2 separate regions of the Hordeum vulgare genome follow, and region 2 is linked to region 1. Evidence: chromatin contacts called from public Hi-C data. All regions are on one chromosome and are shown on one strand. Each heading gives the region's core, a stretch centred on a gene start, on an enhancer-like site or on the middle of the called end of the contact. The rest is flanking DNA. Distances are from core to core; before and after follow the strand shown. Region 1 has its middle 190 kb from the start of LOC123408720. Region 2 holds the start of LOC123408720.

Region 1 (4,810 bases), core at 1,539-4,038:
ATTGACTATTCGAAGATTTATTTGCACATGCAAGAATTTATGCTTTGACCCGGTTTGAAGACCGGCATGATATGTATGTATGATGCATGATGCAATGCAAGATGATGCATGTATATGACAAAATAGTGCTGGTTTATGAGACTTGAATCTTATTTCAATGAAACTAGCTTGATAGCCACTGGTTTATCCTCACTCTCTGTAAGCCGGCCCTCACTACCTAATCAATATTTTAACCTGGAAGTCAGGGTCCAAATGGATTGACTTATCGAGAGTACACGGGGTTTGGAGTAGCATCATGCAGACAGGCGGGTTTAACTAAATCTCAAATAAGGTGGCTTAATAGCCCATGGAATATCCTCGCTTTCTGTAAGTCGACACTCACGACCAATCGATGTTTTAACCTAGATAGTTCAGGGTCCAACTGGATTGACATATCGAGAGTACACGGGGTTCGGAGCAGCATCATGCAGACAGGCAGGTTTGACCAAGAAGGCTGCTTAATGGCTCATGGAGTATCCTCGCTTTCTGTAAGCCGGCTCCCACATGACCCAATCGATGTTTTAACCCGGATAAGTTCAGGGTCCATATGGATTGACTTACAATGAAACGAAGTACAGGGGGTTCGGGGTAGCATCACGCAGACAGGCAGGTTTAACCATGAATTTTTTCCTTAAGCCAGGCACCCATGTTTGAACTGCGCATCGTGGCGACTCGTCCTCTTGGGCGACTTTAAAATGCATGCCAATGAAGCATGGCACCCATGTTTGAACGACGCATCGTGCCGACTCGTCCTCTTGGGCGACTTTAAAATGCCTGCCAATGAAACAGGGCACGCATGTTTGAACGGCGCATCGTGGCGACTCGTCCTCTTGGGCAACTTTAAAATGCCCGCTAATGAGGCAATAGCCCTCGGGGCCGGGTTATCTTCCCTGCAATGACCCGGGGTTCTTGAATTATTCAGCCTGGTTGGATCTGGAGAGCCATGTCTGTGTAGCCCCCGAGTCTTAAGTCGACTCAAGGAGGCGGTTTGAGAGTCTTCATATTTGACTGTGGCATAAGCCAGTAGAGAAAGATGCCCGTACCCGCTCCATCTCCAAGATATAAAGCCACTTTTTGTACTGAAGAGTCCCCCTGTGTAAAAATATTGCAGCCCAAAGTAATCGTTCTTGGACAAATAACATGTACTAAAAAGTAGATAAGATGAATAGCACCTGATGTGTTTTTCACGGATGAACGTCGGAAAATTTTCTAACATATTTTATATGAACCATGCAGCGGAGGCGGCGGCTTAGGTGCGTATGGTGGGCGGCTCGCACTAGCGTACACTGCACTGGTGGGTTGATGTTGTCCGGACCACGAAGGCGATGTTTTGTAAGCTGTCTTAGTCGTGCGGACGTGAAAGTTGACCGCGTCATTGTAAGTCGCCTTGATCGTGCAGACGTGAGAGTTGGCCACGTCATTGTAAATAGGTACAGATGGTGAGTCGCCCATGACGTTGATTGACACAAGCTTCGTACTCGCAATATGACGCTTTTTTTTAAATGAACAATTGTCCTGCATAGTAAAATATTACAAGCCAAAAGTAATTGTTTTCACAAAAAATAATATATGTTGTACAAATAAATGGAGTAGATAGCACCTGTTATATTTGGATGACAGATGAGCGCGGATACTATTATACTATATGTAAAAAGTAGTGATGACCAAACTCCTTCAGCTTTCCCTATCGTTGCTTCCCTTCCTCTCTGTCCAGGCTTCCCTTTTCTTTTCATACTTTGGAGGTGAGGCCGCGGTGGAGCGAGCCACAGTAGCGGTGTGCGATGGCGGCTCTTGGGTGGTGCGGCAAGTCGAGACAGGCTAAGGCGGGGGGCAGAGGCGGTTTGCGCGGGTGCGGACGAGAGGGCACGGTCGGCCGGAGCAGCGCGTAGCACCGGCGGGTCAGCAGCGGGCGACTTGAAGATGATGACCGCAAGCACCGGCGGGTTCTGGATGAGGTCAGTGATTTGGCCGTGGACGAGGCCATGGCGGCCGACAAGCGTGGCAGCAGATGCGAGTCGGCTCGGAGTGGGTGCCGACGGCGGGTCGAGGCTGGCCGTGGGCCCATGTCACAGGCAGGCACGGTGCAGCGTACGCGGCGGCTTGAGCTGCACGACAAAGTGGAGTCCGAGACCTGCGATGGCTGGGAGGGTGACTCGGAGATGAGGTCGACTCAGCTAATGGCTCGGAGAAACGCTGGTGGAGGCTGTGTGCGGCAGAGACGGTGAGCGCGCGATGCAGTGAGCGTGGCGGAGCGAATCGGCGCCACGGGCGCGGATGGCGAATCAATGTGAGTGTAGGCTCTCGCGGGGGCGGCTCAAGAGACGCGGGCGCGTCAGGTGCGTCGGATCCGTCCGGGGCATTGTGCCATGAACGTAGCAGGGCGGAGCAGCGCAACGGGCACAACATATGTCCCGGACACGACGGTGAAGTACAGGTGGGCCGGAATTAGTCAGGCATAAACGCACGCGGGTGCAAGGAGGAGCAGCGCGGCCAAGGCCATAGCAGAATCCGTGGCCGACCGAGGCAGCAGTAACAACCTGACTCGGACAGGCGACTTGGAGACGAGGTCGAGTCGATGCACGACTAGGAGAGGCGCAAACGTTGTCGAGGGCCGTTTCGCACCAGGGCCGGGTCGTGCGTGAGGAACTAGGTGGCGACGGGCGCAGGCAGGTTGCTGCACGCAGGGGAAGGTGCAGGCAGTGCTTGGTGGAGCTGCAGCCAGATGGAGAGCCTCTGTCTAACGCGGGGTCCGCGCGAGGGCGACTGGTGCGGTGAGGCACGCGCGGGGCGGCTCATCGGTAGGAGCAGCGGTGGCTAGGCGGCAGAGGTGGCTTGGTGGGGCATCGATGCGGCGGCGCGGGGTGGCTCGCCGGCAGGAGTAGCGGTGGCTAGCCGGCAGGAGCAACGACTCGACAGCGACGAGGCCATAATGACAAAGGTGCGTCGCGGCAGCGTTGGGGATGGCCCCACACGGGAGAAGCAGCCTGCTGCAGCAGCCAGCAGGCCAGGGGCTTTAGTTTTGCCTTGGTTTCCTGATCCGATTTGGCTTCGAATCACCGGATCGTAAGTCGTGTGCGGCGGCACACCACAAAACCCTAACTTTTCTTGGAATTCCAACCTCGTATATACTGTTTCGATTCATCTTGCCGGAGATAATGTTGATCCTTCCGCCCGAGCCCTTTCATTTGAAATCATCAAAAGCACGATCGTTCTGTGCCGTCTCTTCTATATCTGATCCATCGTAAGCTTCTCGATCCGTGAAGAGCTCCCTCGAAGAACACTATTTCACCGTACGCATGCCCCCACGGTTGGCGCCAAATGTCGTGGTTTTGTCATGGCATATGTCCCCGTGCAAGGATATAGGTGTGAGGCCATCGCAACCATGTGGCGGCTTGAGAGGGGTTGGTCGGAATTGAGAGACGCGAGTTTACCCAAGTTCGGCCCCTCCGATGGAGGTAAAAGCCTACGCCCTACTTGTGTTTCATTGATGTAAATGATGATCTTGATTACAAGGGTGCAGACTCGCCACCTCTAATTTCGCGGGTGTCGAATCTGTCTATCTCATGATTTGTCTTGTCTAGACCTAAGTTTTGAAACTTGTCCCTCTTGGGGCGCCTTACCCCTCCTTATATAAGTGGAAGGGGTAGATTTACATGTCGAGTCCTATTAGGAGTAGGAATAGGAATAGTCTCTCTTGAATCCTAATCCGGGTCTTGTTTCATTTGTGAGGGAGTCTCTCCTCTTCTTGGGCCTTCTCTTGTGAGCCGGCCCTCCTGGCCTCTCTATGAGCCACCTTATGCCAGGGTGTACGCCGGGCCTTGGGCCTTTGTCATTTGTCCGAGTCGCCTGTGGGGTCAAGTATGAGCTGCCCGCCAGGTCACTACTGAGTCATCGGTGAGTCGCCAAGTCCTTGGCGGATCATACTTCAAGCCGGGTTACACTGCAGGGTATATCCCCGACAACGGTGGCGGCATTTGTTCTTGTTTTTATTGTCTTGCCATTTCCTCCTGAACTTCAGAGGTTTCAGGGTCGTCCGCATTGTGTCTGCGCCGAGCTAGCCAATTATCTTCACCCGCGCAAAAGCGGGTCATGAGGGAAGTGAGGGCGAACATTGTTCTCGACCTATCCTGACTGAGCAGTAGAGCCAGACATTCGTCTCGGATGTTGTGCCTAAAAGAGGCTATTGTCTGGGCATCCGGAGAGTCCACGATTTCGTTTTTCTTGTTTAGGAATTGATTCCAGAATTCTCTGGCCGATTCGCCCACCTTTTGAACGACGTTGCTCAGGTCGGATGAATCCGGCGGCCGAACATAGGTTCCCTGGAAGTTTGATAGGAAAGCCTCCCCGATCTCTTCCCAGCTCCCGATGGAGTCTTCGGGTAAGCTGTTTAACCAGTGTCGTGCCAGTCCTTTCAACTTTACGGGTTAGTATTTTATGATGTGGAGATCGTCTCCCCTAGCCCTATGGATGTGGATAAGGAAATCTTGTATTCACATGGCAGGGTCTGACGTCCCGTCGTATTGTTCTATGTTCACGGGTTTAAACCCTTCCGGTAATTGGTGTTGCTTGACCTCATTTGTGAAGCATAGTGGGTGAGCGGCGCCTCTAATCCGGGCTATATTGTGTCGGATATCAGCTTCGGGTTGAGCCCGGTACGGTTCCCGACCTCTGTTCTTGTCGGCGACTCGAGGTGGTTCTTCGTCCCATCGAGTGGGGGAGTACCTCCTGGATCCGTAGATGGATATGTTGCGACTTGTTCTGATTTCTAAGT
Region 2 (4,712 bases), core at 112-2,611, 190 kb before region 1:
GAGGGAAATGTAAAATGGACTATTCTCTGGACAGCAGATACAAAAAATTGGATTCTTTTACTATGAACGGAACAGAACTTCTACGGGATGCATTGTTGTATTAATTTCTTTACAGTGAAACATCCATGTGCCACTAATTGAACAGATCACTCTGCACAATACTTGCATGACCTACAGTTTATTGTAACCGTGGCACAGCATGGCATTTGAGACAATGTAAAGAAGTATGCAAGGAAGCTCTATATATAGCAGATCCATTAAGTTATACAAATCATAGGAAGACGAGCTAATGAATTCAATGCACTAATTAAAATGTACCCTGCTTAATTCATGTGTTACTCTGCTGGCTTCATGCGCTACATCCATTGATTCATACTGACCCATCCGATTATCGTCTGCAACATTAGAAGCAGCAAAAAGGAATCAAAAGTTGGACATACTTTGCAAGAAAAAGAAGGAACTACTTTTGCACTAATTTCAATAACTCTATATTAACCAATGGGGCAACAAGCAAATGATACAATCGAATTTCAGATCACATCATAGATTACATTAAAATAATAATAAATGGTACAAAGAGGAGTAGCTTATCCAACACCCAGATCAAATAAGTAAGGAATCCCTTCACTGATGAAGACAAAACACAGGATGAATTAGCATCCAATAGTGAACTGAACTCGTGGAAACTGCCCTGCTTACTGCAGAAATTCTACTACAAATCTATAATGCTGGTTGGACGCTACCGCAGGTGCACAAACTTGTACCCACGGCAAGGATTCAACTCACAAGCTTGACCCCATGTTGACTCCGCAACAAACCATACTGTACACGTTCCAGGAGGAAAATGGTGCGGTACCAAACCACATCAAATAGCTAAAACCAAATGAGGTTCCCAGGCCTGAAATAATCAGCTAAAATGGACCAGATCGGAGGGCTTTTTCGGTGCTTATACAACCCTAGATTGGTGCCAATCGCCGAACATAACAATGGTGGGGGAGAGGATATACCTGCGGCGGCGTGGTCACGGGACGCGGCGGAGAAGGCACTGGAGGCCACCGGGGGCTTCGGGAGCCACGGCCGGGGACTCAGCCCGTAGGGCGACGCGCGGTGCAGGCCGCGGCGCGGCGGCCGCCTCGAGGGCCCGGCCCCGCGGCCGGACGCGTCCTCCGCCGCTGCCTCGGCCGCCGCGGCCGCCGCCGCCGGGGACTGCCACCGCCGCGCATCCATCGTTCCCCCTTCCCACGCGCCGCCGACCGCTCGCTCTGGTTTGGGGGCTGGGCCTGTGCGCGGCGGCTGCGGGGAGGGCCGGACCGGAGTAGGACTAGTGGACTCTTGTTGCTCTCCGAGAAAGTATTTGTTTTGTTTTGCTTTCTCGGGATGGGATGGGATGGAGCTGAAATAGAAAGGTCGTGCTAGGGCTTTTCAAAGATGGTAGGTTTTCCAACATTCAAACAAAAAAAAAAGATGGTAGGTTTTCCGTTCCAAAAGAATGGCAGTGTGAGTTTTTTCCTTCTGCTCCGTATTTTAGTTAGGTTTGGAAACGAGAAGAAGAGCGGAGAGGGGGAGAGCCGAGCCTCTATCTGGCCATGGGCCGAGCCGGGCCTCGGCCCAGGCCCCAACAAGCCCAAGGCATGGAGATAAGGCCGAGGCTCACGAAAATTCTACGTTTCTCAGGCCCAGGCCCTCCCAACGCAGAAAGCCCGAAAGCCCTAAGCCCTCCCAAAGGCCCTTGACATTGTAATGAAAGTACATGTCCAGAAAAATGAACATAATAAGATAGCAGCACAGCAGCATCAAAACAGCAGTAAAATGCATTGTCTTCGCATCAAATAGTATCAAAACATTCCAGTTTTGAGTTTGTAGAAACATAAGTGCATAAATGTACGCCAAAACAGCAGTAAAGTGCATTGTCTTCGCATCAAATAGTATCAAAATATTCCAGTTTTGAGTTTGTAGAAACATAAGTGCATAAATGTACGCCAAAACAGGAGTAAAGTGCATTGTCTTCGCATCAAATAGTATCAAAACATTCCAGTTTTTAGTTTGTAGAAACATAAGTGCATAAATGTACGCCAAAACAGGAGTAAAGTGCATTGTCTTCGCATCAAATAGTATCAAAACATTCCAGTTTTTAGTTTGTAGAAACATAAGTGCATAAATGTATTGTTACAGGCCAGATGGGCAATTCATAGAACTCTAAAAAATGTTGGATCCTGGATGGTTACATCTCGACATGCCTTCTCTTCTGCTTCTTCTACTCATCTCATTGCCCTAGCAAGAACTCTACAAAATGCAATAAACGGCAGGTTAGCTACAAGCTCTAAAGTACGTGTTGAACTTGAGAAGTTGACATGAATAAAGAATAGGGATGTTACATTCTTCTTCATCGGAAGAAGAATTTTCATCATCATCTAGCTCAACCATTTCTGCCTTTCTCTTATTATCTACAATTACAACAACAGATTGAGTTAATAATCTTTTGCAAGTAAACATAGAATGAAGAAAGAGAACAAAGTAAGTTAAACTATATACCATGTTTTTTATTCAATTTGCAGCGATACCAATCTTGCAAACACATCAAGGCCTCAACCGTCTTTGGTTTAAGTGAGGCGCGACTCGGGGTTATAACCTTCTTACTCAAGCTGAAAGCAGATTCTGATGCAACACTTGACACGGGAACAACAAGGATATCACGCGCCAATCTTGCTAGCTGCGGATACCTAGCTGCAGACTTGCTCCAGTAATCCAAGATATCAATGTTCTCATTCAACCTCTTCACAGGTTCAGCCAAGTACAATTCCAATTCAGATTTCTCTTCATGTGAGCTCGTGTTTTCCACATACTGATCATAGTCAGAAAAGGCACCAAGTCCACAAGTGCTTGGCATACTAGTTTTGGCTAAGTTGTCATGAACGGGTAAAACACTTCCATACTCATTAAATAAAGAAGTCAAGGTACTTCTAACATCAGCAATGCGACGGTTGGCATCATCCTCTTCATACAACTTGGAGTAGGAATAAGCTAAGAACTTGAACTTAATACGGGGATCAAGAACAGCAGCACAAGATAGAAATACGCTATAGTCAGACCAATATTTCATGAACTTTGCTCTCATAACGAACAACATTGGACCCATGTAGCTATTTATACCATCAGTTGCCTCAATAATAGCAGTATGAACCAGATAAACATTCATGAAGTACAAGTTGGCTGTTTGATATTTTATTCTTGAGAAAACAGTAGTTACCTTGAAGAAAACCTCCAAGAACTGATACATATGAGATACCTTGGCCCATTCTTCCTCTGATGGCCAAAAATTCACCTTGAAGATGCTATCCCTCTCAGAATACCACTGCAACGCTTCTTTAAAGTACAAACAGCAGCCAAGCATAGTATACGTTGAATTCCAACGAATGGGCATGTCAGGTTTCAACTTCCTTGATTCTTCTAGGTTGAAAATAGTTGTAGCAGTATTATAAAACTTGTGCAGCCTATTACCTGAAGCCTTTAGGTACATTATACCATCTCTAAGTTTGGCCACAACATGATCAATCAATGTCAAACCAGATTGAACTACCAAATTCAGTATGTGTGCACAACAACGGATTTGAAAGAATATGCCAGACAAAGGTAAAGCACCTTGACACAAGTGGATTCGCAAGCAAACAATCATTCTATCATTATAGGCTGCATTATCAAGAGTGATGCACATCACTTTCTTCTCAATCCTCCATTCACGAAAAGCTAGATGGACCTCATCGGCAATAGATGCTCCATCATATGGTGGATTAATTTTTTTGAACCAAACAATTCTTTTGTTTAGTTTCCAATCAGCATCTATGTAATGACATGTAATACAAATATAGCTATGCTTGGTGACTTCAGATTTCCAATTATCAGATGTGAAACTTACTCTACCAGGGGAAGCAACAATAATTTCAAGAAATTCTTTTTTCTGGGCAAGAAACATTGCCATTATCTCTCTTTTTATTGTGTGTCGACCAATACTCTTGAATGCTGGACAACAAGCAGCCATCATTGTTCTAAAACCATCTTCTTCAACTGTTGTAAATGGATGAGAACCGGACACAAGATATATAGAGATTGCATGTCTAGCTACTTGAGCATCATATCTAACATTTTTCAATGCATTTGTTCCATCATCATTTGTTTCAGATTTCAAGAAAAAATTATTCATTGTTGATTGATCAGTCTTATGTTGCGCTTTAGTGTGCCTAAGGAGATGAGACGTACCATGTCCAGACTTAGCTGACAACTCAGCGGTGCAATGGTTGCACTTAGCTATAGTAATGGCATCACCATCTTTGGATATCTTGGTGAAGTCCAACCATACATTTGACTTCCGTCTGCAATTGCTAGAGGAGGCAGTGCGCTGCGGCCGTGCTTTGGTTGTAGGTTGCTGTTGTGCTTCAGCTGTAGGTTATTGTTGTCCTGCAGATTGTCCATTTTTTGAACGTCCACTAGATGTTGGCTTCTTCCCCTTTGAACTTACAGTTTTCTGCCGTACGCGAGGAGGATTTGGAGGTATAATAAACAGCTCCATCTCACCCTCATGACCTTCTAATTCTTCAGGATGATAATCTGGTTCATCACCCTCTAGGCCTTCTAGTTCATGCGGATCCATGTCAAATCTATATCAACAACAATAAAAATCTATATCAACATCAAGAAATCTATATCAACAGCAGCAA

The links. Hi-C and Micro-C count contacts between places; a contact is called where the count stands out from the background.
Region 2: a contact with region 1 is called in a Hi-C map of seedling, with 4 times the contacts expected there. The contact joins the promoter of LOC123408720 here to the enhancer-like site in region 1. A contact is called at or near these places in 2 of 6 Hi-C or Micro-C datasets (leaf and seedling).

The regions. Positions count from the first base shown.
Region 1 is chr7H:528,879,064-528,883,873 of MorexV3_pseudomolecules_assembly, reverse strand. It overlaps the pseudogene LOC123409216. Among protein-coding and RNA genes, the nearest start is that of LOC123408720, 190 kb to the left of the region's middle. Within about 2 kb of position 2,788, at least 2 of the 3 cell types and tissues checked have open chromatin away from gene starts, as enhancers often do. A contact at or near this core is called in leaf and seedling, where this site is marked.
Region 2 is chr7H:529,063,971-529,068,682 of MorexV3_pseudomolecules_assembly, reverse strand. It overlaps LOC123408720, which reads right to left and starts at 1,361. Exons shown (of 8, transcript XM_045101771.1): 1 at 1,008-1,361; 2 at 319-395. The coding sequence starts at 1,227.